2 separate regions of the Anas platyrhynchos genome follow, and region 2 is linked to region 1. A link is a contact called in public Hi-C data. All regions are on one chromosome and are shown on one strand. Each heading gives the region's core, a stretch centred on a gene start, on an enhancer-like site or on the middle of the called end of the contact. The rest is flanking DNA. Distances are from core to core; before and after follow the strand shown. Region 1 has its middle 130 kb from the start of PIM3. Region 2 holds the start of PIM3 (Pim-3 proto-oncogene, serine/threonine kinase).

Region 1 (7,738 bases), core at 3,550-6,049:
GAAAGGGCAAATAAATCAGTTTTCTGATTTCATTCTGGCATAACAAACTATCAGTTGAAGTGAAAAATTTTGAATGTATCTACACTTCCTTAGGGAGAAGTTTGAATCCTGTGTTTTTCTGCTTTTAGGTGATTAGTACAGGAGTTAGAAAGGAGTTAGATCTTGGTATCTGTGTGCTTTTAATATTTGCATACTCAAGAAACAAAAATTTCAAATTATAGCAAATTATTTTTTTCACATAATCTGAATCACTTAAGGATGATATTTAGAATTTAACATGCACAAGAAATCAAAGATATATACTCACCTATAGAATAGAAAATATTTTTTACACTGATTTATTTAATATTGTGAGCAAATAAAAATTGGTATTAGAATGAAATTCCAGACATACAGTGTAATTTTTGTCACTGCATATACTTTTACATTTCTTATTCATCTACATATGGAATAGATAATGATGTGTTGTGATGAGTAATTTTCCCTACTCTGAAGGTGAGGCAACTCAGTGGTTAAAACAAAAAACCTTCCCAGACCACTAGCTTTCCAGGTATCTAGTTGCCTGCAGTCATCTGGGCACCTAACAAGTCAGAAATTCCACTAGAGAGCAAGCAGCAAAGAGTACTTGACACTGCAACCTCAAATTTAAGTGACCTTTCACAAAAGATATCCCATTTCTAGGACTTGGGATATTACAGTGATGCAAGTGTTATGTTTGTTGACTTTCATATGAGTTTTGTTCATCCTGGGCTTCAGGCCAGGGTAGTTCTGGGGGGATTCCATATTTGGGCCCAAAAGCTGAAATACTTGTCTGTATTACAAATTAAATAAAAGCTGCACGGGAAAACTATGCACATCTGCCCCGAGTCTGGAATATTTTACCAAATCTGAGAGAAATACCTTAGTAAGCAAAAAGTAAATACATGGCCAAAGGTAAAGCAGACTAAATTATATATTTATGTGTTCTATGGCAATACACCAGTTTTTCTAGTTGAAAGATGGTTATTGTTGAGGTTTTTAACCTCATATATGGACTCTGGGCTACAACTAATTGCTGCCTCTGTGAAGAGTTTCTTCAGCAAATGCTTTGTTTCTTCTCTGTGAAATGGGGATTTATCACTGTTGAAGTACTGAGAAAAGAAAACAAGACTTTTTCCTCAAGTATATATAAAGTTTCTAGAACAGGACTGAACCAGACTCCATGTCAGTGCATAAATAACAATAATGTTTTTGTTTACTATCTGCTGGTTCCTCTGGTTAGATTTTCTTAAAGACACAGGGGTAATACACCCTAATATTTACTTACAGTGTTTCACATTATGTGAATACTGGTTGAGGTCGGAGGAGCATTATGGTCATTAACACCCTCTTAAATTCACCTTTAACTTTTACCAGCAGAAACCATCAGAATACATCCTGTGCCCAGACTATAGTATGGCCAGAATCTCAGTACCCCCCTACAATTCCTTTTAGGCCCACTTCTCTTCTGATTCACCTTTTGTATGAAAGGTTCAAACAGTAGCAAATGTACAGCAGAAATTTAGGCTATACTCTCCCTTTGTTCTTTTTTCTTCCCAGAAAAGCTGTTCATTACTGGTCAAAGCACCACAGGGATCAAAAAAAAAAAAAAAAAAAAAAAAAAAAAAGAAGATATTCTTTTTGAGGATTTTCTAGAGATATTATTCTTATTAAGGAGGCATGAGAACTTCCCATTGCTGAAGCTCCTCAATTTATAACACCTAGTACTAAACTGTATATTTGAAATGGATATTAAAATAAAACATTAAATAAATATTATACTTGCTAATATGCATAGGCCATCAAAATATGCTAAGAACATTTAATCTAGGGTTTTAATCTATGACTGGGTTTCTCTCTTGGTTTACATCTGTCAATTTACTGACTTTAATACAGATATTCTGTCTAACTAATACAGATATTATGTCTAACAGAGAAGGATCTGAGCAGTTTTGTGTGATTTTAGGGACAGTACTTGAAGCTTTGAAATCTTCAAAAAACAAATATGCTCTGATTTTGGATTAAAAAAATATATTAGCTGAGTCCATTTCTCAATCAAGAATATTTATCACATCCTTCTGGCAATTTCTTTAATTATTCTTTTTGTTGAAATTGTCAGATATTTGCAAGATGTCTATGAAGTTAGGTAAGTCTCTCTGTGTGGTGGTTTTCCTTCTCTGAGTCTCTGGATCATCAGCTATGGAAGAAAATAAATAATAATAATAACAATAAAAAAATAATAATAATAAAGCTGTTTGAAGGGTTTTCAAAATAGATATATAATATACTTGATTTGTACCTTTTGGAGAGTTTGTGGAATTATAAGCAAAGCTGTTTTTGAGTATATTTAAGTTCAAAGTGTTAATTGACAATGCACATCTTTCTTGATATCAGCTTCTTTGTTAACGATAAGCAAAGAACACTTAACAAAAAGAGGAAGAAGCAAAACTTGGAGGAAACTACCTGGGATTTTCTATAAAAATCTAACCACTCCTTGTACACATTACAGCCTGAATCAAAAACACCATCTGGTTTAGAGTTCAACGAAAGAGAAGAAAAGGATCATTTTATTCTTGTGTTTTGTTTTCTCCACCTAGGGTCATTCCATAGAAGAGAACACAGAACAATGACAGGAAAGATATTCTCTGAAAAAATTGCCCCACTTTTTTTTTTCTTTTTTTTTTCTCCTCCATTGACAAGGCAGAAGTGGAAGATGCTTTTCTGCTGTTCTCGCTCCTTTTCTAAGGGAAAGTGACAATATGCAACATCATACATTCCTAATTTCCTAATATAGGAGAAAGATTCTCCTCTACCTGTCTTTGTTTCTCTTGATTACCTCATTTACCCACAGGACTGATTAAAGGCTTTTGCTAGATGCTACTAGCAACTCAAGTTATTAGACAATTTTTTGTCACTTCCACAAAAGAAAATCCTCCAAGCAATTAATCTTATTTACTTATTTGGCAAATGATCTGTCTTAAGATGCAAATTTGAAATAGCTCTTTGATACTTAAAATTTAGTTTCTGTTTTGTAGCATTTAAGTAGTTCCCAGATAATAAATAAATAAGAACAATTTTTTTTTTCATGCACTGTCCCAAAGTTTCACTCACTGTAACATCAGTTTCACAACACACTAGTTAGCCACTTCTACAAGAATTTGATGTTTTTTCTAGTGGCTAAGCTATAATCTAGCATGAAAAACAGTAGTAGCATGTGGACTTTGAGGTAGGATTTGGCTCTCAAATCAAGACATCAAAACTGTTTTCCACTCATGAAACACGTAATTGTCCTTGTAAAGAATTGAGATTGGGTTACTACTGCCAGTGAAATTTTAAAAGTGATTAACCAAACTTAGCTGTTCATGTGATGTTTTGTTTATCTAGATACCTAGATACAGGTGTTTTCCTTGGTGGCCTGGACTCTATTCTTTGCATGGGATTCATCTACCAGAGCACAAGCATGCAGTGTTGTTCCTCTTGCCTAAGGCTATCCTATCTGACCTCCACCTGCCAATCAGCAGAAGATTGTCTCTCATACTTCCTGTGTCATATCCAGCTGTCACTGACTGTCTGACTGCTGAAGTCTCACAATGGCATAGGACAATATTTTGAGGCAACTTTGTTAAGTCTTGCACAGACTAAAGTTAATGACACTTAAGAAAAATTTGGAAATTAATTTGGAAATTTAAAAAAAAATGTGACTACAACCCAGTATCAAAAGGTCCTAGTTTTGAAAGCAATTTATTTTTGAAAGCAATTTTCACATTTTTGCTTTTCTGAAAGCAATTTAATTTAATTGCATTTTAATTTGATTTGCATTTTGAAAGCAATTTAATTTTGAAAGCAATTTTCACATTTTTGCTCTATATTGTTGTAATGTCTCAGCTGAAGCTAAGGCCTAGCTCTACACCACGGGGTTGGACAGAACTGCTTAGTGTGATAGTTCTACCAGTCTAATGTAACCAAACTGTCCATGAACTTAATTTTGCACTGAAGTTTAGGATTTGTTCAAACTCTTCTTTCCCCATCCAAACATGCCATTTACAGCTTGAGATAACTGAATCTAGCACAATGCTCACAACAATCTGTGACAAATGATTTGAATTATATTTATTTTTTTCATAGGTCTAATTATCATTTTATCAGTGCCTTTTATACACATTCTATACTTTTGTGCAAAAATCCTTGGGTTGTTTTTGTTTGGTTTAGTTTTGCTTTTCTTTACTTTACTTTCTTCCCATCCCCACCCCACCCCCTCCAGCTGTTAATTCATTATTTTCTTAGGAAACTGTGTTTAGTCTCACATTATTTCACTGGCATTTTGTCTTTAATGAGACTACGAGGAAAACATAACAGTATAGAATCTGGGTAAGGACCCATCTGAAAATAGATATCTAATGCAGATATGGCAAGCTAAAGCAGTGTCCATCTAATGGCCCCCATTTGTTTTCATATGGTCACCAGAGGTCAGTTCAACAATGTCCCCATTGATCCATTTAACTTTCACTACCATAAGAACAAAGCCCACAAAAGAGAAGGAAGAATGTGCTCATTGTGGTTCAACCGGAATTCACAAGCACAGAAAAGATCCTCTCTATTGGCTGTTTCCTTCTGCAACTTGACTTCCGAAATAGGGCTACTCTTTTGTACAAGATACAAAAATGAGATGTGAAAAAAAAAAAAAATCCCACCAGAAAGCATGTGACTTCCAGAATTGCCTGTAGCTTTCCTGGCACTGGATTGAGAAACATTTCTTCATCTCGTGTTACATAATCATCCCTGACGCATTGTTTGTTCCAGCTCAGTGCTGTTTTCATCAGATAGGACCCAAAAACCTAATGGAATATGAAGAGTGTCCCCCTTATGTTTTTTTCTTGAAAGTTTCATGATTATGAAAATTATTTAAAAATACGTACTGGAAGGAACACTTTTTGAAACCACATTTCTTGTTGGCTGATGTTCATTCTTCACAGTGCACATTTCCCTTCTTTTTCCAGTTAACACACTGTTTACAGCACACCGAGATCCCATTCAAATGAATGAGAGGAAGAACGAGGAAGTGAATGAATGAACGTATATTTGACATAACAACCTCTTAAGTTAAATCTGCTAAGTAATAACTCAATTTACTTTAATAAAATTACTCCAGAGATTAATTTATCCAATAATGTTTCAATGGCATATTCTAAAGAATTTACTCCAAATCACATGAAGTCATTGTAACCTTTCCATTGATTTCTGTGGATCTGGATCTAGTTTCAGAAGAATTAAATAACTGCTTATCACTTCTCCTTTTTTTTTTTTTAATTCACAAAATAGATCATTTTCTCCAGGTAAATCATTTCACTGGATAATTGCTCCTTGAACTGTCTGTGAAGACAGCTCTCCCATCTCCTTATCAAACTATGACTTCCTTTTCTGCAGTTTTCTGTAATGTTTGACAGCTCAGACATATCATCACTGTTAAACTTTTTTGTCCTTAAGTTAAAACCAAGTGAATACTTTTTTTCTTAGCATTCCATTTATTTTGTCTTGTGGAAGAGAATGCCACAAAGTCCTACATAGCCCATGTTCTGGTCCCTCTGAAGTTCCCAATGTCTCTGAACTCTGTGTAACATTCAGTGGTAATGTATTCATCTTTTTAATCCAGTCACTTTCTCTGCAAAGTTGTACCAAATTTCATTTAGAAAACTTACCTTTAAACATGCCCTTGTAATACCCTTCATGTACTTTCATAAGCTCTACTTAATATTCCAATACATAAAATTTGCTCTCTCCATGAAAAGAGTTTCACTGGACTCCATTACATATCTAGTGCAGCACCTGATCTCACTGCCTCAGAAGCACATGGAAAAACAAAACGCACCTGAATCACACTTTGATTCACTGGTTGTCATCTTGTTTCAGGGTGGAGAGAAGCAAATTGGCTCAATTTATAAATTATCTCAGATAGTTCTTTCATCTTCATGTTCACAATGAAATATGAGGATATATTAAGTAAAGCTTATTGGATGTGTGCTTTGAGCCTAATACTAGATATTTTCATTTAAATATCCTGAATGATAGAAAAAGGAGTAAGAATATTATTTCTTCAGACAAAATCTAATTGAAATGGCCTGAAAGCATGTTTGAGGATAGGACAAAGACTCAAAATGATTTTTTTTTATTTGAATAAATAGCCTGGAGAAGAAAGAATAATTTTAAATATGGAATACTTGTAAGGAGAAGTTGAACTTTCTACTATTTAGAGAGAACAATCTAGGCAAGGCAAGAAGGGCTAGATAAGCTCTTTAAGTGGAATTGTGCTGAGTTACCATCTGGACTTGAATCAGCAGTCATGTTGTAGGAAGACAAAAACCAGACAAACAGGACTATGATCTGCAAGATGGGGGAAGGATAGCACTGACAAGGTCTTGCTCGGGGTCTTCTGATCAGGGACTGTTTTGTCTGTCTGCCCAAACAACATACATGTTCCATGTGCATGCTGTTATGACTAATCACAACGATTTTAAATTTCAATAAGGGAACTTCAGTTATGATGCTGAGAAGAACATCCTAACAATAAAAGTAGTGAAGCACAGAAATAGATTACTTGAGATGATCATGGAATAGCTTATCCTTTCTTGATCAGTGAGATAGATTAAATAATCTTTTGAGGTATTTTCTAGCTCAATTATTTTATTTATGTCTAGGACTATACTGGCCTTGCTATACAGACTTCTGGTCTGGTGAATCCAAGGCTTCATCTACACCTTCTTGCTGTCCAGTCATGTCTCATGTGCCAGTGTAAGACAGGAAAAGAGCTGTACAAAACAGGGTATTCAGACTTCTGACTTGGGAAAATAAGATAGACCTCTAACTTTTTTACATATAATTTATATTTAAGTTTAAAAATATTTAATTGACCAAGGAAATATATCTTATGTATTCCATCTGGGACAGAGAGTTACTATTTTTCCCAATTTCCAAGGTAAGGGAAATAATGCAACTAGAATTTTATCCATTTCTTAAAAAATAAAAAGCCATGTCAAAGAGCAATACACATTAGGGCTTGAATTTGTACCTTTCCACAAGATTAAGAGAATATGATTGTAACCAAACTAAGCTCTCTGTCCAGAAGCATGGAAAGGTTTAATCCACAAGATAAGTCACTTATGGAAAAGTACAAAATTTAGAGAACTCAGCATACTGTTTGACAATTTGAGGTGTTAGCTTTATGTTGTTATCAGAAGCAGAACTGATAAGATCTAGAAAAACTCAGGTCCTCTTTTTTAGAAAACACTATGATGAAGAGTACATAAGCAGACAGACAAGCAAATACTTTTGTCTACATCCCAGGTGCTAAAAGTTAAGAAACTGAAGGTTAAACACTGCTTAAAAACTACTGGCTTTATAAAAGTGTATTACTGTGTAGTAGAAACATGAGGACACAGGTTTCAATAGGTCAGTGGCTCTTTTTCTTGTCTCTGAAATAGTGTTTTTACTCAAGATGGTATGACCATTTGTAATTCAATGAACTTTTCCACTTTGATATATGTATTCTCTTTCTGTACAAATAATTGAATGAAAAATAGCTGCTGTTTTAGAGGTAATTACCACACATATAGAATACTAGACTAGAATACTTCTATGAAATATATTTAGGTCCCATATGGATAAGTCTTCTGAATTGCTCTTTAAGTCTTGCTCTTACATAATCACTGGCAAGTTTTCTGCCAGA
Region 2 (7,738 bases), core at 3,175-5,674, 130 kb before region 1:
CTCAGTTTCTACTGCCAAGGTCTGCTCTCAGGTCTTCCAGAGCTCCATGCCAAGTAGCAAGGGTCAAGTTAGGGACTATTTAAACAAGCTGGAAATGTAATACAAGTCTATGGAATTGCACAGTATACATCTGAGAGTACTAAGACTGCCAGCAAATGTCACGCAAGGGTGCTCTCTATCTTTCCTGAAAGGCCACAGTGGTCAGAGGAGGATCCTGACAACAATAAAAATGTTATGTCTGTCTTAGAAAAGGGTGAGGATGATCTGGCTGACTAAACTTACCTCAGTCCCTGGGAAAATTATGGAGCAAGCACTCATGGAAACCATTCCCATTCATACAATGACAAGTACATGATCAAGAACAGCCATCTTGAATTTACCCAGTGCAAATTGTGCTTAAGCAGTCTGATTGCCTTCTACAATTAAATCACATGCTGTCTGGGAGAAGGTGGAGTAGTAGGTGTTACACTCCTTGCCTTCAGCAAGGCTTTTAATGCAATTTCCTACTGTCCTTGGAGCCAAACTGGGGAATAATAACACAGATAGGTGGACTACAAGATTGGTTAAAAACTGGAAAGATCATTGGGCTCAAAGGGTAGTTAACAAATGTTTGAAGTCCAATTAGCACGTGATTCCAAGTGGCATTTCCCAGAACCAAGACAGGGGATTACATTATTTAATCCACGACCCACATGATACAATCCTTAGAAACCACAGGGTGACACCAAATCATAGGGGTGCTGTTTGCATACTGTAGAATAGAGCAACCAGTCAGGGAGACCTCAACAAACTGAAGGAGTGGACAACAGATAAATATGCCTTGAAGTTCCAAAAAGATAAATACAAGGTCCTGCATCTGGGATAAGACATACCTATGCAGGAGTGCAGGTTGGTACTTACAGTTCTATGGATGAGGGCAACAAACTGAACAGTGTGCCCTTGCAGCAACGAATACTAACCGCATCTTGGGCTGCATTAGTAAGACCATAGCCAGCAGGTCAAGGGACATGATTATTACTCTCTGTTCAGCCCATATAAAGCCACATCTAGAGCACTATGTTCAGTTCGCTCACTCCCAAAACAAAAGAGAGGCTGAAGAGAGTAAAGAGAAGGGTCATTAAGATGGCTTTGAGCATCTGATATATTTAGCCACTCAGAGGCTGAGGGACCTGAAAACACTGATATTCTTAATAAGTGTATTGGACTTTTACTGCTAGAGCATTCCTTATGGTCATATTATGCAAACCGACACATTTTGGCAGTCCTATCTTGAAGACCTACAATAGCTACAGGTGTACATTAGACAATGATAATGCCAGCAGTGCACTATGTGATGATACATCACAGTAAACTTTGAACTGGGTTCCACACAGACATTAGAAGATAGCTTACAGTGGCACTGTCTCTGTACTGCAAGCAGACACTCCAGTGGAATTTCTGTATTTCTATGCCTGATGAACTCATGCTTGCTCAGAGACCCTTGCACAGAAAAAATGATTTGTACATCAAAGAGCTAACTGGCATCCTACCCATGAATGATTTTCCATTTATAGTTGCAAAGCCACCACTAAAGAGGCCAGAACTAGTTTATAAAATATTTCTGCAGCTATAATTGTTTAGGACCACTGAACTGCATGTTCCAAGCCAGATCAAAAGGAGCACCACAAACCCATGAAAGGCTTATGTGTAAAGACAGGGTAAATTCCATGTCTGGGATCCATCTGTAATTCTGTCAAACCAAGAGTCCTTGTAGCTGTATACAAATTAAATGTCTGTCTGCCAAAATTACATGAATGAAGAACAAATACTCCCTTATCTTTTTTTTTTTTTTTTTTTTTTTTTTTTTTTTTTTTTAATGTACAGTAACTACCTTATTTTCTTTAACGTTAAATGTAAAGTACCCTTCCTGTTACACTACTGTGAAAATACAAATCGGATCAGGAGTTGTACCAATACCAGATATCGATCTTGGTCTTTTTTACCAATTTGCCTCACAGAGATGTGTGAAGGTACGCTATGTTCTCATCTTAAAGTATTAGGGCTGACACAGCTGAAGAAGATACAATCCTAAATGCAAAAGTATATTGAAGAAACTCCAAATTATTTTCTTGAACAGGCTCAAGGCAAATGTATCATTCATCTATCACAGATTGACAAGACAAAGATGGATGAATGAAATTGCAAATGCAGTTGGAATTAAAAAGACCTGATGTTTTACATGTGCAAACTAGTGATACATGCATGACTTTTCAAGCTTAGCCACATAACAAAAAAAAAAAACAAAAACAAACAAACAAAAAAACTACTTGTAGTGTTACTTCCCTAAATAATTAGCATTTATATATATTAATATTTAATGCCTGTTTTTCCTCTTTAGAAATATTTGCTATTTTAATAAGCAGAAATCTAATTTTGAGCATGAGGAACACTTCCTCTTTGTGTAAAACAATGCTTAAAATAGCCACTGACAAAAGCGGCTAAATCTTTACAATATACCTAGAACATGAATTTTCAGATCATGAAATCTTCCCGTTATTTGTGCCTGTTTACAACTCAGCAGCAATAAACTGTGCATATGTCACTATATGGAGAAACCTTTTAAAAATTTATTTCATGTTATTAGAGATAGTCAAAATTCCTCACCAAAAAAAGAAAGAAAAAAAAAAAGTGCCCTTTTATTGTTTTATCTGATAAGTCCAAATCATTATCTTTAAAAAAGAAAAAATCATAAACCAGAAGCTTCCCAATCCCTTCAGCTGCTCACTAAACCCAGTGGTTTAGCCGCATTCCTCTGGAAATACCACATTCTGTACGAGGTAGTAACTTTTATAGACCAATTGATCTAGCTTCAAAAAGCACATTCTGGGACACAAAGGGTTGAAACTGCGCCTGAAAACTTGACCTTTACATCAGTTGGTCTAATCTAATAAAAGATATTACGCCTCCCTAGAAGCCCTCGCTTTGTTTATAGGCATGACTGTCTGAGATTGTAGCACTACTATTATCAGAGAATGCCAACTGCAACACGGCTCTCCCAGCGCCTGGAGCGGAAGGACTGCCAGCTCTTGAAGTGGTTGTCCAAAAATACCCCCACTTCAGGGATCCCCGTGCAATATCAGCTTCTCCTCCCTCACTTTTTCCAACACGGGGACACCAGGCGTTCCCGTTACGCAGCCAGGGCGCGGGTGCTGTGAGGGGGCCTGTGGTGCTGTGAGGCACCCTCTGGGTCTGCTGCCTGCAAGCACCGTGCTTGGCCAAACTTCGGCCTCGCTCGTCTGCCTGCCACCCCTCCACTCAGCGCCTCTGGAGAGCGGCCCAAGCAGCTACTGGAGCAGTTCTCAAGACGCTGTTACACGCCAAGCACAGCAGACGCTTATTTATTTATTATTTATTTTCGAAACCAGTGGCCCACCACCTCTGGCGGGCCGACGCTTGGCAGCCTCTCCCCTCCCTGCCCGCCTCCTCAGCCCAGGCGGCCGCCGGAGGCCTGACGTGGGGCGGCCGTTAACGGCCTCCCCGGGGCCGCTCGGCGGCGCCCCGGGAAGCCTCGGGGGAGGAGGGGGGGCGGCACTGGGGGGGCTCCGTCCCCTCAGCGCCTCCTCCACCGCCGCGGCTCCGCCATTCCTGTAGAGGCAGCGCCCCCTGCGGGGCGGGCGGGGGGCGCCGTGCCGGGAGGAGCCGCCAGCCGGCCGCCGCCGGAGCGGGGAGGCGGGGAAGCCCTCGGGGGCGCTCCGCGGGGGCTGCGTGACTGGAGAGGAGCGCGGGGCTCACGGGCAGGGGAAAACACCACGGGGCGAGCGCACAGCGCGCTGCCTCGCCCGGCGCCGGCTCTGCGGAGAGCGGGGCGGGAGGGGAGGGGAAGGAGGGAGCGGGCGGGGTTGGGAAGCGCCGCACCCCGGCCATGGCGGCGGCGTGTCCCCGGCCCCCCCCTTCCCTCCCCGCCCAGCCCCAGACGCCGCGTCTCGGCCCGGCGCGCGGCGACCTTCCCGCAGCCGCGGGGCGGGGCCGCGGCGTTCCCGCCCTCCGCCGCATGCAGATGAGGCCCCTCCTCATTGGCCTGCGCCGGGAGCTCTTTGAAAAGGCGCCCGCTGATTGGCCGCCCGCAAATGTTAACGCAAATAGGAGAATCTCCCCCCTCCCTCCTCCTCTTCGCCCCCCCTCCCCTTTCTCGCCGCTGGTGCGTGCTGCGTGCCTCAGACGCCCTGTAACGCTGCGCGCCGCTTACTACAAACAAGTAGTTCCCGGCCCCCCGCCATCTCCCCCCGCCCGCCGGCGCGACGGGGAGGGCCGGGGACTCCGCAGCCCCCACCGCCGCACCGCGGGCGCCCCGTCGCGGAGGAGAGGAGGGGTCGAGCCGGGGCGGCGGGGAGAGGCGTGTCCCCCCCCCCCATACACACACACCGCCTCCCCCGCGGAGGGATACCCTCTCGGCACCATCCGCGCTCTGCCCGCACCAAAATATTGGGAGTTAAGAGGCGGCTCCGCGGCGCCGCCGGCTCAGAAGCGCGCGGGCAGGCAGGGCGGCGGCGCGGCTCCTGCGCCCAGCCCGCTCCCCGCCGCCACCGCCGCACCGCACCGCAGGGCCGGCTTCACGGACGCGGCCCCCGGCTGGAAGGGGCCCTTTCGCCGCCGCCGGAGAACGAGGACGAGGACAAGGAGGGGGACTTGGCGCGGATCCGTGCCGGGGAGGCCGTCGGTGCCCGCCGCAGGGCCACCAGGGAAGCCCCGCGCGGAGGGTCTGGGCTCGCTGAGGAGGAGGAGGAGGACGCAGGGGGCTCCCCCCGCACGGAAGATGTTGCTCTCCAAGTTCGGCTCGCTGGCCCACATCTGCAGCCCCGCCAGCATGGACCACTTGCCGGTGAAGATCCTGCAGCCAGGTACGGCGGGGCGCCGGGGGCTTCCCCCCGCGGGCGGCCCCAGCCCCGTGGCCGGCGCCACGCAGCCGCCCGAAACTTGGGGCTCTCCCCTTTTTATTGCGTTTTTTTTTTTTTTAATATAACCGAAGAAGATTTTTGAGGAGGAAATTTAAAAAAAAAAAAAAAAAGCCTCGTGCAGAATTAGGGCGACGCGTCCAGCGGACGTGCTCGGGGGGGGGATTTAATATGTATATTATTATTTTATTTTTTTAATTTTTTTTTTTTTGAGCCCTAATTTTCGCCGAGGCGTAGCCCGGTCGCTAACGCCGCGCTTTCCCTCCTGTTTCCCCAGTGAAAGTGGAGAAGGAGCCGTTCGACAAAGTGTACCAGGTGGGCTCCGTGCTGGGCAGCGGCGGCTTCGGCACCGTCTACGCGGGCAGCAGGATCGCCGACGGCTTGCCGGTGAGGCTCGGGGCGGCTCGGCGGGCGGCGGGCACGGGGCGAGCCCTGCCCTGCCCGGCCCCGCCGCTCACCGCCCTCCCTTTCCCCCCTCCTCGCCCCGCAGGTCGCCGTGAAGCATGTGGTGAAGGAGCGGGTGACCGAGTGGGGCACGATTGTAAGTACTTCATTTTTCTTATTTATTTTTTTTCTTATTAATTTTATTTTTGGGAGGGGTGGGCTCCGTCGGGGCTATTGTGTGGGCGGCGGGGCTCGCCCCGCCCGCCGGCGCGGTGTCTGCGTCGGGGGGAATTTGGCGGGGGTTCGCCGCCGCAGCGCCGCGCCCGCCCCTCGGACTGCGGCAGCGGAGGAGCCACCCCGCGGGGCGGCGGTGGGTGGCACTGCCCTACCCTGCCTTGCCTCGTCCTGCCCTGCCCTGCCCGCCGCCCCCGAGTGACCCGCTCGCCTCCCCTTTCTCTGCCCAGGGCGGCGTCATGGTGCCCTTGGAGATCGTCCTCCTGAAGAAGGTGGGCTCCGGCTTCAGGGGGGTCATCAAGCTGCTGGACTGGTACGAGCGTCCTGATGGCTACCTGATCATCATGGAGCGGCCCGAGCTGGTGAAGGATCTCTTTGACTTCATCACGGAGAAGGGAGCCCTGGACGAGGACACAGCCCGTGGGTTCTTCCGGCAGGTGCTGGAGGCGGTGCGCCACTGCTACGGCTGCGGCGTGGTGCACCGGGACATCAAGGATGAGAACCTGCTGGTTGACCTCAGGACAGGCGAGCTGAAGCTAATCGACTTCGGCTCAGGGGCCATCCTCAAGGACACAGTCTATACTGACTTTGATGGTACGTGCCCTCCTTGCCTGGGGCAGCCCAGCCACGGCGTGCCGAGTTTGGCCAGACCCCGTGCCCCTCCCAGGGCGATGCCCTATAGCTGCCGCTTATCCTGTTTCTGGCGCCTCCAAGTAGCGAGGGCGCCTCTGACGCAGCGGTTCATATCAGGTCTATCGGTAATGGAAACCTTTGGACCCGAAGCAGCTTAGGGTGTTCAGTTGCGTAGGAAAGAAGCAATTCCAGGCAGTGACGCAGCAGTTTATATTTCCCTGTCTTGGAAAAAGCATTTTTTTTCCTAGAGGGCGATCTGTTTACATGGAGGCTTCACCAGTGTCGGATGTTTCCATGTGTGGATATGCAGTTTTTACATGCAGTGCTTTTTTTAACTCGAAGCAATAGCTCTCCCCCTCCCTTTCCGCTGGTGTCCTGGAAATCCCGCATTGCAGATTTCAAAGTGATGGGACAAATACGCTCCCTGAAAATAACGTGATACTAGCTTCAGGGTCAGGCTTGATGGTTTAGAGATGGGAAATCTGAAAATAAGCTTGCACATGATAGAGGATATTTTCCCTTGCCCTTTGAATGTGACTGATGTAACCAAGGGACTTTTTTTTTTTTTCCGACCTCCATCCTCAGCTGCTGCACTTAACATCTGTTTGTTGTGAAACCCGAACCCCTAGGCCACGTGACCTTCAGCATCACAAATTCTCGTTTTTGTTTGGTATCCAAGGAGCACCGCAGGCAAAGAGAGGGCGGGTTAAAAAGGCTGCTGCAGAGAAGCATGGGGCCTTTTTTTTAAAAAAAAAAAAAAAAAAAACATAAAAATTGTAAGCAGCCTTATTTTGTTTACTGCCCAGTGGAATTGGATAAAGCAGATTATCCCTGTGTAATAAGGCAGACCTGAGTTTCACCTTCTCCACTCCCTCTCTTCTCCTCCCCGACAGCCCCCTTTGTCCTTTTGTGTCTATTTTTGGTGTGATGCTGCAGACGCCACGTGGTCAGTGAAAGGGAGCTCGCCTTAGTAAACAGTCAGCTGATGGCAGCCCTGTTATTCCTTGCAACAAAATAGCACAACCGGATGGTTGATGGTGTAACTCCACAGATGACCTGAAGTTACACCACTAATAGTTTGGGGCCATAAAAAAAAAATCAAAACCTGCTTTTTTTTTTTTTTTTTTATTCCAAACAATGAACTTAATTTAGCCTTAGTAGAGCTACTTGAAGAATGGGAAAACACTAATCCTTTACTTTTTTTCCTGCTTTTAGGAACGAGAGTATACAGCCCGCCAGAGTGGATCAGATACCATAGATACCATGGGAGGTCAGCGACAGTATGGTCTCTGGGAGTTCTGCTGTATGATATGGTTTGCGGAGACATCCCTTTTGAGCAAGATGAAGAAATCTTGAGGGGACGATTATACTTCAGGAGGAGAATTTCACCTGGTGAGTTGTGTGGGGGTGTTGAGTGGGGACTTTTTTTTTTGTTTGTTTTTTTGTTTTTTTGTTTTTTTTTTTTGAGATTATCTTGAATTTACAAAAGTTATGTGTCTGGGTGGGTTGGCTGGTTGTTTTCCAAGACAGTCTCCTTATTTTTCTGATCTGGAATT

The links. Hi-C and Micro-C count contacts between places; a contact is called where the count stands out from the background.
Region 2: a contact with region 1 is called in a Hi-C map of subcutaneous adipose tissue, with 1.9 times the contacts expected there. The contact joins the promoter of PIM3 here to the enhancer-like site in region 1. A contact is called at or near these places in 2 of 8 Hi-C or Micro-C datasets (liver and subcutaneous adipose tissue).

What each region holds. Positions count from the first base shown.
Region 1 is chr1:19,840,407-19,848,144 of IASCAAS_PekinDuck_T2T, reverse strand. No RefSeq gene overlaps it. Among named protein-coding and RNA genes, the nearest start is that of PIM3, 130 kb to the left of the region's middle. Within about 2 kb of position 4,799, at least 2 of the 8 cell types and tissues checked have an H3K27ac peak or open chromatin away from gene starts, as enhancers often do. A contact at or near this core is called in subcutaneous adipose tissue, where this site is marked.
Region 2 is chr1:19,967,016-19,974,753 of IASCAAS_PekinDuck_T2T, reverse strand. It overlaps PIM3 (Pim-3 proto-oncogene, serine/threonine kinase), which reads left to right and starts at 4,424. Exons shown (of 6, transcript XM_027458508.3): 1 at 4,424-4,877; 2 at 5,209-5,318; 3 at 5,422-5,472; 4 at 5,780-6,143; 5 at 7,398-7,574. The coding sequence starts at 4,793.